Regions from separate parts of the Sus scrofa genome. Here region 2 is linked to region 1. A link is a contact called in public Hi-C data. All regions are on one chromosome and are shown on one strand. Each heading gives the region's core, a stretch centred on a gene start, on an enhancer-like site or on the middle of the called end of the contact. The rest is flanking DNA. Distances are from core to core; before and after follow the strand shown. Region 1 overlaps TP53BP2 (apoptosis-stimulating of p53 protein 2). Region 2 has its middle 22 kb from the start of TP53BP2.

What was found. A called contact is a pair of places that touch in the nucleus more often than the background predicts.
Region 2: a Hi-C map of liver shows a contact between it and region 1, with 2.7 times the contacts expected there. The contact joins two enhancer-like sites. A contact is called at or near these places in 1 of 5 promoter capture datasets (liver), 22 of 47 Hi-C or Micro-C datasets (alveolar macrophages, embryonic fibroblasts, epiblast stem cells and 10 more) and 1 of 2 datasets of contacts at active chromatin or transcription factors (skeletal muscle).

The regions. Positions count from the first base shown.
Region 1 is chr10:19,850,757-19,854,671 of Sscrofa11.1, reverse strand. It overlaps TP53BP2 (apoptosis-stimulating of p53 protein 2), which reads left to right. Exons shown (of 18, transcript XM_013980098.2): 4 at 3,244-3,326. Among named protein-coding and RNA genes, the nearest start is that of TP53BP2, 37 kb to the left of the region's middle. Within about 2 kb of position 2,166, at least 18 of the 83 cell types and tissues checked have an H3K27ac peak or open chromatin away from gene starts, as enhancers often do. A contact at or near this core is called in fetal liver and liver, where this site is marked.
Region 2 is chr10:19,910,142-19,914,056 of Sscrofa11.1, reverse strand. No RefSeq gene overlaps it. Among named protein-coding and RNA genes, the nearest start is that of TP53BP2, 22 kb to the right of the region's middle. Within about 2 kb of position 1,621, at least 3 of the 83 cell types and tissues checked have an H3K27ac peak or open chromatin away from gene starts, as enhancers often do. A contact at or near this core is called in fetal liver and liver, where this site is marked.

The sequences.
Region 1 (3,915 bases), core at 917-3,416:
AACCTACACCACAGCTCACGGCAACGCCGGATCGTTAACCCACTGAGCAAGGGCAGGGATGGAACCCGCAACCTCATGGTTCCTAGTTGGATTCGTTAACCACTGCGCCACGACGGGAACTCCTGGGAGGCAGTTTTTAATGCAGGTGGGGATGGAGTCCATAGAGCAGGAGGTTGAACTACAGAGAGGAGAGAGTGCTCCACAGGCAAGTCCCCAGAGAAGGTGTCCCCTCCAGGGGCTGGAGAGCTTCACGTGACAGAGTAGGGCGTCTCTGAATGGCAGGGAAATCGTGTGCTCCCTGTGGGAGCACTGGGTGCAGGGCTTCTCTTGTGAAAACATTGGTTTTCTCTGAGAGGGGAGGCAGAATCATCTGGAAATGACAGCGGAGGTGGGCAGCAGCTGGCGCTGCAGTGGAGAACGGGAGAGGGGACCTGCCAGGGGAGCCAGGTGGCTGGGGGCCCGTGCAGAAGCGAGACCAGGAGAACACAGGTGACGTGTCTCCAGTGGCGCTCAGCCGCCCCCCAGAGGGTGGTAAGAGGAGAAGAAGCTGGGTGGACCCAAGGATGGGCTTTGACCAGACCAGTTCAGGGGACAGTCGGTGGGACACAGACGAAGAGTATGCTGGGAAGCCAGCTGGGGAAGAAGTTGAAGACAGAGGGGCAGCAGGAAAAGTGGGGACCAGGGAGGGAGCTGTTGGCTTCAGTTAATGCACAGGGGTCCAGAGATGAAACGATGCTCAAAGCTAGCATGTTGGGATTTAAGATTTCTGGGATACTGAGTGCTTCTGGGCAGCACGGTCCCTCACTGGGCCATGAAATCAGCCTGAATTCAAGAGGAGGCAGGAAGCCAGGGCTCTGAGAGGTTAACTTTTTGATGGTGAGGTCATCCAGAATGATGGCAGGACGCGGGGTAGAGAGAATGGGGGAGTCGGGTGGTCACACCTCTGACAACTGAGGGTTGTGACCAGTTTGTTTATTTTTTTATTTTTTGTCTTTTTAGGGCCAAACCCACAGCATATGGAGGTTCCCAGGCTAGGGGTCAAATCGGAGTTGTAGCTGCCGTCCTACGCCAGATCCGAGCCTTGACTGTGACCTACACCACAGCTCACGGCAATGCCGGATCCTTAACCCACTGAACAAGACCAGGCATCGAACTCGCATCCTCATGGTTTCTAGTCGGGTTCATTAACTGCTGAGCCATGACGGGAACTCCTATGTGACCAGTTTATAGATGACAGTGAGGAAAGGGTAGAAGCTGATTAACCTGTGACCGTGGGCTGGAAGCAGCATTAGACACTGGGGACACAACCGTCGCTTGACCGTAGGACGTGGGAAGAAAGATTTTCAGCTCTGAGACCTGTGGGTCCACTTTGTTCTCAGTGAGAAACCACTGATTGGAGCAGGATTACTAGGTGTTTCTAAAAATGTTGGAATCTGTGGAGTTCCTGTCGTGGCTTAGTGGTTAACACACCCGACTAATTACCATGAGGTTGTGGGTTCGATCCTTGGCCTCGCTCAGTGGATTAAGGATCTTTTAAAATGGAAAGTGAAGGAGTGCCCTGGTGGCCCAGTGAGTTAAGGATCTGGTGCTGTCATTGCTGTGGCTCTGGTTACAGCAGTGGTGCAGGTTTGATCCCTGGTCTGGGAACTGCTGCAGGCCATGGCACAGTGCAGAGAGGAGAGTTGAGGGAGTGTGACTTCGGTGTAAAATTCTTGGGTGTAAGAATGTTGGTAACACAGGTCGTAGAATTTCAGTTTTATTCTTTTTTTGGCTTTTTAGGGCTGCACCCACGGCACGTGGAGGTTCCCGAGCTAGGGGTCCAGTCAGAGCTGCAGCTGCTGGCCTACAGCACAGCCACAGCAACACGGGATCGGAGCCATATCTACAACCTACACCACAGCTCATGGCAATGCCAGATCCTTAACCCACGGAGCAAGGCCAGGGATCGAACCCACAACCTCATGGTTCCTAGCCGGATTCGTTTCTTCTGTGCCATGACAGGAACTCCCAGTTTTATTCCTTTAGTACAAATTGTAGGTACCCAGCAATTATTGGAGTGTGGGAGACCCCAGGCTTGACTTAGTCTGGCCTCTTTCACTCTACAGATGAGAAAGGCTGATACTTAGGGGTTAAATGACTTGTCAGAGGCCACACACCTAAAGGCAGAGCCAGGCGTGGAACTTGAGTCACCTCAGCCAGGCTGGCTCACAGGCCTTTCAGCATCACTGGTGTCTGTAATTTTATCTGAAATAAGCAGGTATTTTTTTCCCCCAAGCTGCCTCTTTTTGGTAGTTTTAAGTCAGCATCTGTATCTTATTTTTATTTTGTTCTTTATTTACATTATTGCTCATATCTTCTTTTCATGAATTCGTTGAATTTTACCTGTTCATCTAGGGGTTCAAATATCTCCCTCTGTCACGCTGGGTAAATTATTAACTAGCCTCTCAGTGGTGCCATATGCAGTTTCAGTGTGTCTGTAATGTGAGAAAAACAATCTGAAGATAAAGACGCTGTTTTCACATTGTTGCAAAACACCAGTGCCACATAGTGTCTAAATTGGGGTAAAACAGGATTGCTGCTCAGTGTCAACCTTTGTGGTGTAGACTTGGACAGTATCCACTAGCAGACTGTTTGCATGTTCAGAATATATATGATATTGTTTTATTGATTTGTTTTTCTGTCTTTTTTTTTTTTTTTTTTTTTTTTTTTTGGCGGGGGGCTTCACCCATGGCATAAGGAAGTTCCCAGGCCACGGGTCCAATCGGAGCTGCAGCTGCCTGTCTACATCACAGCCACAGCAACGCCAGATCCGAGCCACGTCTGCGATCTACACCACTGCTCACAGCAACGCCGGATCCCTAACCCACTGAGCGAGGCCAGGGATCAAACCTCAGTCCTCTCGGATACTAGTCGGGTTTGTTGCTGCTGAGCCACGACAGAAACTCCCGAACTCCTGTATTTTCTTCCTTTTTCCTCCTTTGGCATCTGACTCATCCAGCTTTTCTAGGAAATGGTTAGCGTGTAACATTTTCTAGTGCTGACTCTTCCCTGTTCCAAGCAAGGTTTTCCAGAACAGGCTGAATCATGAGACCGTAACTTCATTGCTACTATGAGCAAATATTTTATTTTCAACTTAAAATAGCAGAGCGCAGTAACAACAGAGCTCAGAAATGAACTGGGACTGAAAATTATCAGTCAACTCTAGTGTTAATGCATGTTAATGTTTCTGAATTTTGTGCTTAGGGGGTGGACCAAGGTCTCAGGATCCAAGTTTAAAAAGAAATGGTGTGAAAGTTCCGGGTGAGCATCGGAGAAAGGAGAATGGCGTAAGTGATCCTTGTTCCCCGTGCTGTGTATGTGCCGCTCAGATATATGTTTTTTTAACCTTTGAACTTCATTCACTGTTATTTTTTATTCGGTAGGTCATTAAGGATGGTCCCCCCCCCCTTTTTGTCTTTTTGCCTTTTCTAGGGCTGCTTCCCGCAGCATATGGAGGTTCCCAGGCTAGGGGTCCAATTGGAGCTGTAGCCGCCCATCTACACCACAGCCACAGCAACACCGGATATGAGCCTCCGCTTACAACAGTGCTGGATACTTAGCCCACTGAGCAAGGCCAGGGATTGAACCTGTGTCTTCACAGAGACTATGTCAGGTTCTTAACCCACTCAGCCACATGGGAACTCCTTTTTTAAAAAAAACAACTTTTTTTTTGTCTTTTTAGGGCTGTACCCGAAGCACATGGAGTTTCCCAGGCTAGGGGTCCAATCGGAGCCGTAGCCCGCCTACACCACAGCCACAGCAACGCCGGATGGTTAACCCACTGAGCAAGGCCAGGGATCAAACCTGCAACCTCATGGTTCCTAGTCGGATTCGTTAACCACTGAGCCATGATGGGCACTCGGACTCTTTTTATCT
Region 2 (3,915 bases), core at 372-2,871, 60 kb before region 1:
TTCGCACTTCACATCTCTTTTCCCCAAGCCTCTTTCCAAGGTTCCTTGGTCTCTGAGCTTCCTGAAAACCACGGTTGGCTTTGGAATACTTCAGGATTCTCTTTCCTTAGTAAAAATGCAAAAATGATATTCCTATAATCCTTCTTGCAAGAACTAACTTAGACTAAAAAAACCAAACCTGCCTTTGCAAACAAGAAAAGATTTAAATCCAAATGGCTCACCATGAAGAACCGCTTATCAGCTGTGGGAAAAGTTATGTAACAGCCCAGAATATTAGTGGTTGTGAGTTCATACATTAACCATGAATATCAGTGAATTTGTCTCTTGAGTCATACCTGAGATGTTGGAAGAGATAGTTTGACAAAGGCAGGCCTTGAATAACCCAAAGCAGGAGCCCAGGACACAGCATTTTACCTCCTTATCTCGAACTCAGGCTTCAACAGTCAAGTTCAAGGGACATTTGACTCAGAATTCATGGCCCTGATTTGGTGTCCTCCTTCTGTTCTGTCTTGGGTTATCTGCTTATGTTTATGCAAAAACGCTTTGACTCCAACGTCCTAAAAAGATTATTTTATTCTTTTTCTCATATCACCGGATATGAGCAACCTCATGGTTCCTAGTCGGATTCGTTAACCACTGAGCCACGACGGGAACTCCTACATTTTCTTTTTTATATTATCTTCCATCATATTCTGTCACAAGAGACTGGATATATTTCCCTGTGCTGTACAGTAGGACCTCATTGTCATTGCCTTTTTTTTTTTTTTTTGGTCTTTTTTTTAGAGCCACACCTGCAGCACATGGAGGTTGACTAAACGATGGGAATAATGCTCTCTAATGATTGAGCCGTTTAAAAAAAGGACAAGGAAACATAATCTCTGTGAATCAAGTGCTACTTTGTTTATTGTTTGATAATAACATATACTGCTATGTTTCTGGAGAAGACTTAGAGAATGTGCTAGGGAAAAGGAATAGTTTTCCGGTCATTAAGTTTTGGATCTTGATCATTTTCCAGCAATAGTAATGGATCCTATCCCGTGGTATTTCCAGAGGGAAGGTGATAAATAGGGCTTTTTTTTTTTTTTTGGTCTTTTTGCCATTTCTAGGGCCGCTCCTGCAGCATATGGAGGTACCCAGGCTAGGGGTCTAATCGGAGCTGTAGTCACCGGCCTACGCCAGAGCCACAGCAATGCGGGATCTGAGCCATGTCTGTGACCTACACCACAGCTGACGGCAACACCGGATCCTTAACCCACCGAGCAAAGCCAGGGATCAAACCCGCAACCTCTTGGTTCCTAGTCAGATCTGTCAACTATTGAGCCACGACAGGAACTCTGAGAGAGCTCTTTTCTTGATTGAGGGCATCAGAGGCCAGACTGAGAACCCTGGCGAAGATGAGAGGAAGAAATAAGCTTTATAGGAACTAGTGATAAGCCAGGGTCCAGTAAGGTGCTTTGTGTGCGTGTAAAGCATTTCAAGTCCTACTTCGTTTTTCTTGCTCCATCTGACCTCCAGGAATCAACTGAGGTGTAATTTTCTGGTACAGCCACCAGGTGGCCTTTAATTCCTTTGGGTGTGCACGGGCCAAATTGGGTTGCCCGTTGGGCTGGCCTGGGTGGGGCATCAGTAACCCTATCGAGGTATCTTTCCTCTGCCAGTAGGAACCTGTTACTGTGCCCATCTGCTCCTCCTTGTTCTGCAGTAACGCCTGCCAGAGGGAAGGCTCTTTTCCGCTGGACACTGGATTCTAACCTGTTTCTACTCCTTCAAATTCTTTTTTTTTTTATCGTTGATACGGCGTCTACATAGACTTTTTTTTTTTTTTTTTTTTGTCTTTTTGCCTTTTCTAGGGCCGCTCCCGCGGCATATGGAGGTTCCCAGGCTAGGGGTTGAATCGGAGCTGTAGCCTCCGGCCTACGCCAGAGCCACAGCAACTCAGGATCCGGAGCCATGTCTGTGACCTACACCACAGCTCACGGCAACGCCAGATCCCTAACCCACTGAACAAGGCCAGGGACTGAACCCACAACCTCATGGTTCCTAGTCGGATTCGTTAACCACTGAGCCACGACGGGAACTCCTACATAGACTTTATATAGCAAATGTTTATCTAATATTTGGTGGGGTGTTTTTTTTGTTTTTTTTTTGTTTTTTTTGGTTGTTGTTTTTTCTTTTTAGAGCCTCACCTGCAGTATAGTATTGATCCCAGGCTAGGGGTCAAATCAGAGCTACAGCTGCCAGCCTACGCCACTACCACAACCACACCAGATCCGAGCTGCGTCTGCAACCTACACCACAGCTCATGGCAATGCCAGATCCTTAACCCACTGAGCAAGGCCAGGGATCGAACCCGCATCCTCATGGATACTAGTTAGATTTGTTACTAATGAATCACAATGGCAACTCCTGGTGTGCTGCTTTTAATTAAATGTTATCAGAATTAACATGGATGGAACTAGAGAATCTCATACTGAGTGAAATGAGCCAGAAAGACAAAGACAAATACCATATGATATCACTTATAACTGGAATCTAATATCCAGCACAAATGAACATATCCTCAGAAAAGAAAATCATGGACTTGGAGAAAACACTTGTGGATGCCTGATGGGAGAGGGAGGGAGTTGGAGGGATTGGGAGCTTAGGGTTATCAGACACAACTTAGAATAGATTTACAAGGAGATCCTGCTGAGTAGCATTGAGAACTATGTCTAGATATTCATGTTGCAACAGAACAAAGGGTGGGGGAAAAAATGTAATTGTAATGTATACATGTAAGAATAACCTGATCCCTTTGCTGTACAGTGGGAAAATAAAATAAAATAAAATAAAAAAGAAAAGAAAAAGGAAATAGGTGGTGTAAAACATAAAAAAAAAAAGAATTAGGAGAGTCTACATACATACATTTTCTTTTATTTGGCCTCAACCACAGCATGCAGAGGTTCCCTGGCCAAGGATCAAACCCGAACCACAGCAGTAATATGAGCCACAGCGGTGACAATGCAGAGTCCTTAATGGCTAGGCCACCAGGAAACTCCCGCATACCTACATTTTCGAAAGTTAAATAATATTTCCATGTGTTTCACATATTTCCATTATAACACAGACACCATTATAAGGGTTTTGATCCAATCTAGAAGTAAAGGATGAAAGAATGATTTTACAATTTCTGTTACATATTTCTGGGTTGCTTCACAGGAAAAAAAAAACACCTTTTTTTTTTTTTTCTGTTACCACTTTTCCTAAAGCCTCTAACTCCTAGTGCAAAATAAGTTGCTGGTATCTTGAGAAGTTGAAACATGCTTCCTTGCCTAACTTTCTTCATGTACCACTTGCCACTTTCTCCATTGAATTGACTGTGAACTTGTTCCTCCTGAAACAGTAGGTAGGATGGGAACTTACATGTGTTTCAGCAGATGTATATCAAAAGTTTTGGGGAGTTCCCATCATGGCACGGCAGAAACAAATCAGACTAGGAATCATGAGGTTTCGGGTTCGATCCCTGGCCTCGCTCAGTGGGTTAAGGATCCAGCGTTGCTGTGAGTTGTGGTGTAGGTCACAGACATGGCTCAGATCCTGCATTGCTGTGGCTCTGGTCTAAGCCAGTAGCTGGGAACCTCCATATGCTGCAGGTGCGGCTCTAAAAAGCCAAAAAAAAAAAAAAAAAATTGGCGGGGGGGGGTAGTGTTCAGACCCCATTCAAATGGTAGAATCATTTCAAAAGTTTCAGGTTTGGAGTTCCAGTTGTGGCTCAACGGTAATAAACCCAACTAGTATCCATGAGGTTGTGGGTTCGATCCCTGACCTCTCTCAGTGGGTTACGGATTCAGCATTGCCAGTGAGCTGTGCTGTAGGCTGCAGACACGGCTTGGATCTGTGTTGCTGTGGCTGTGGGGTAGGCCAGCAGCTGCAGCT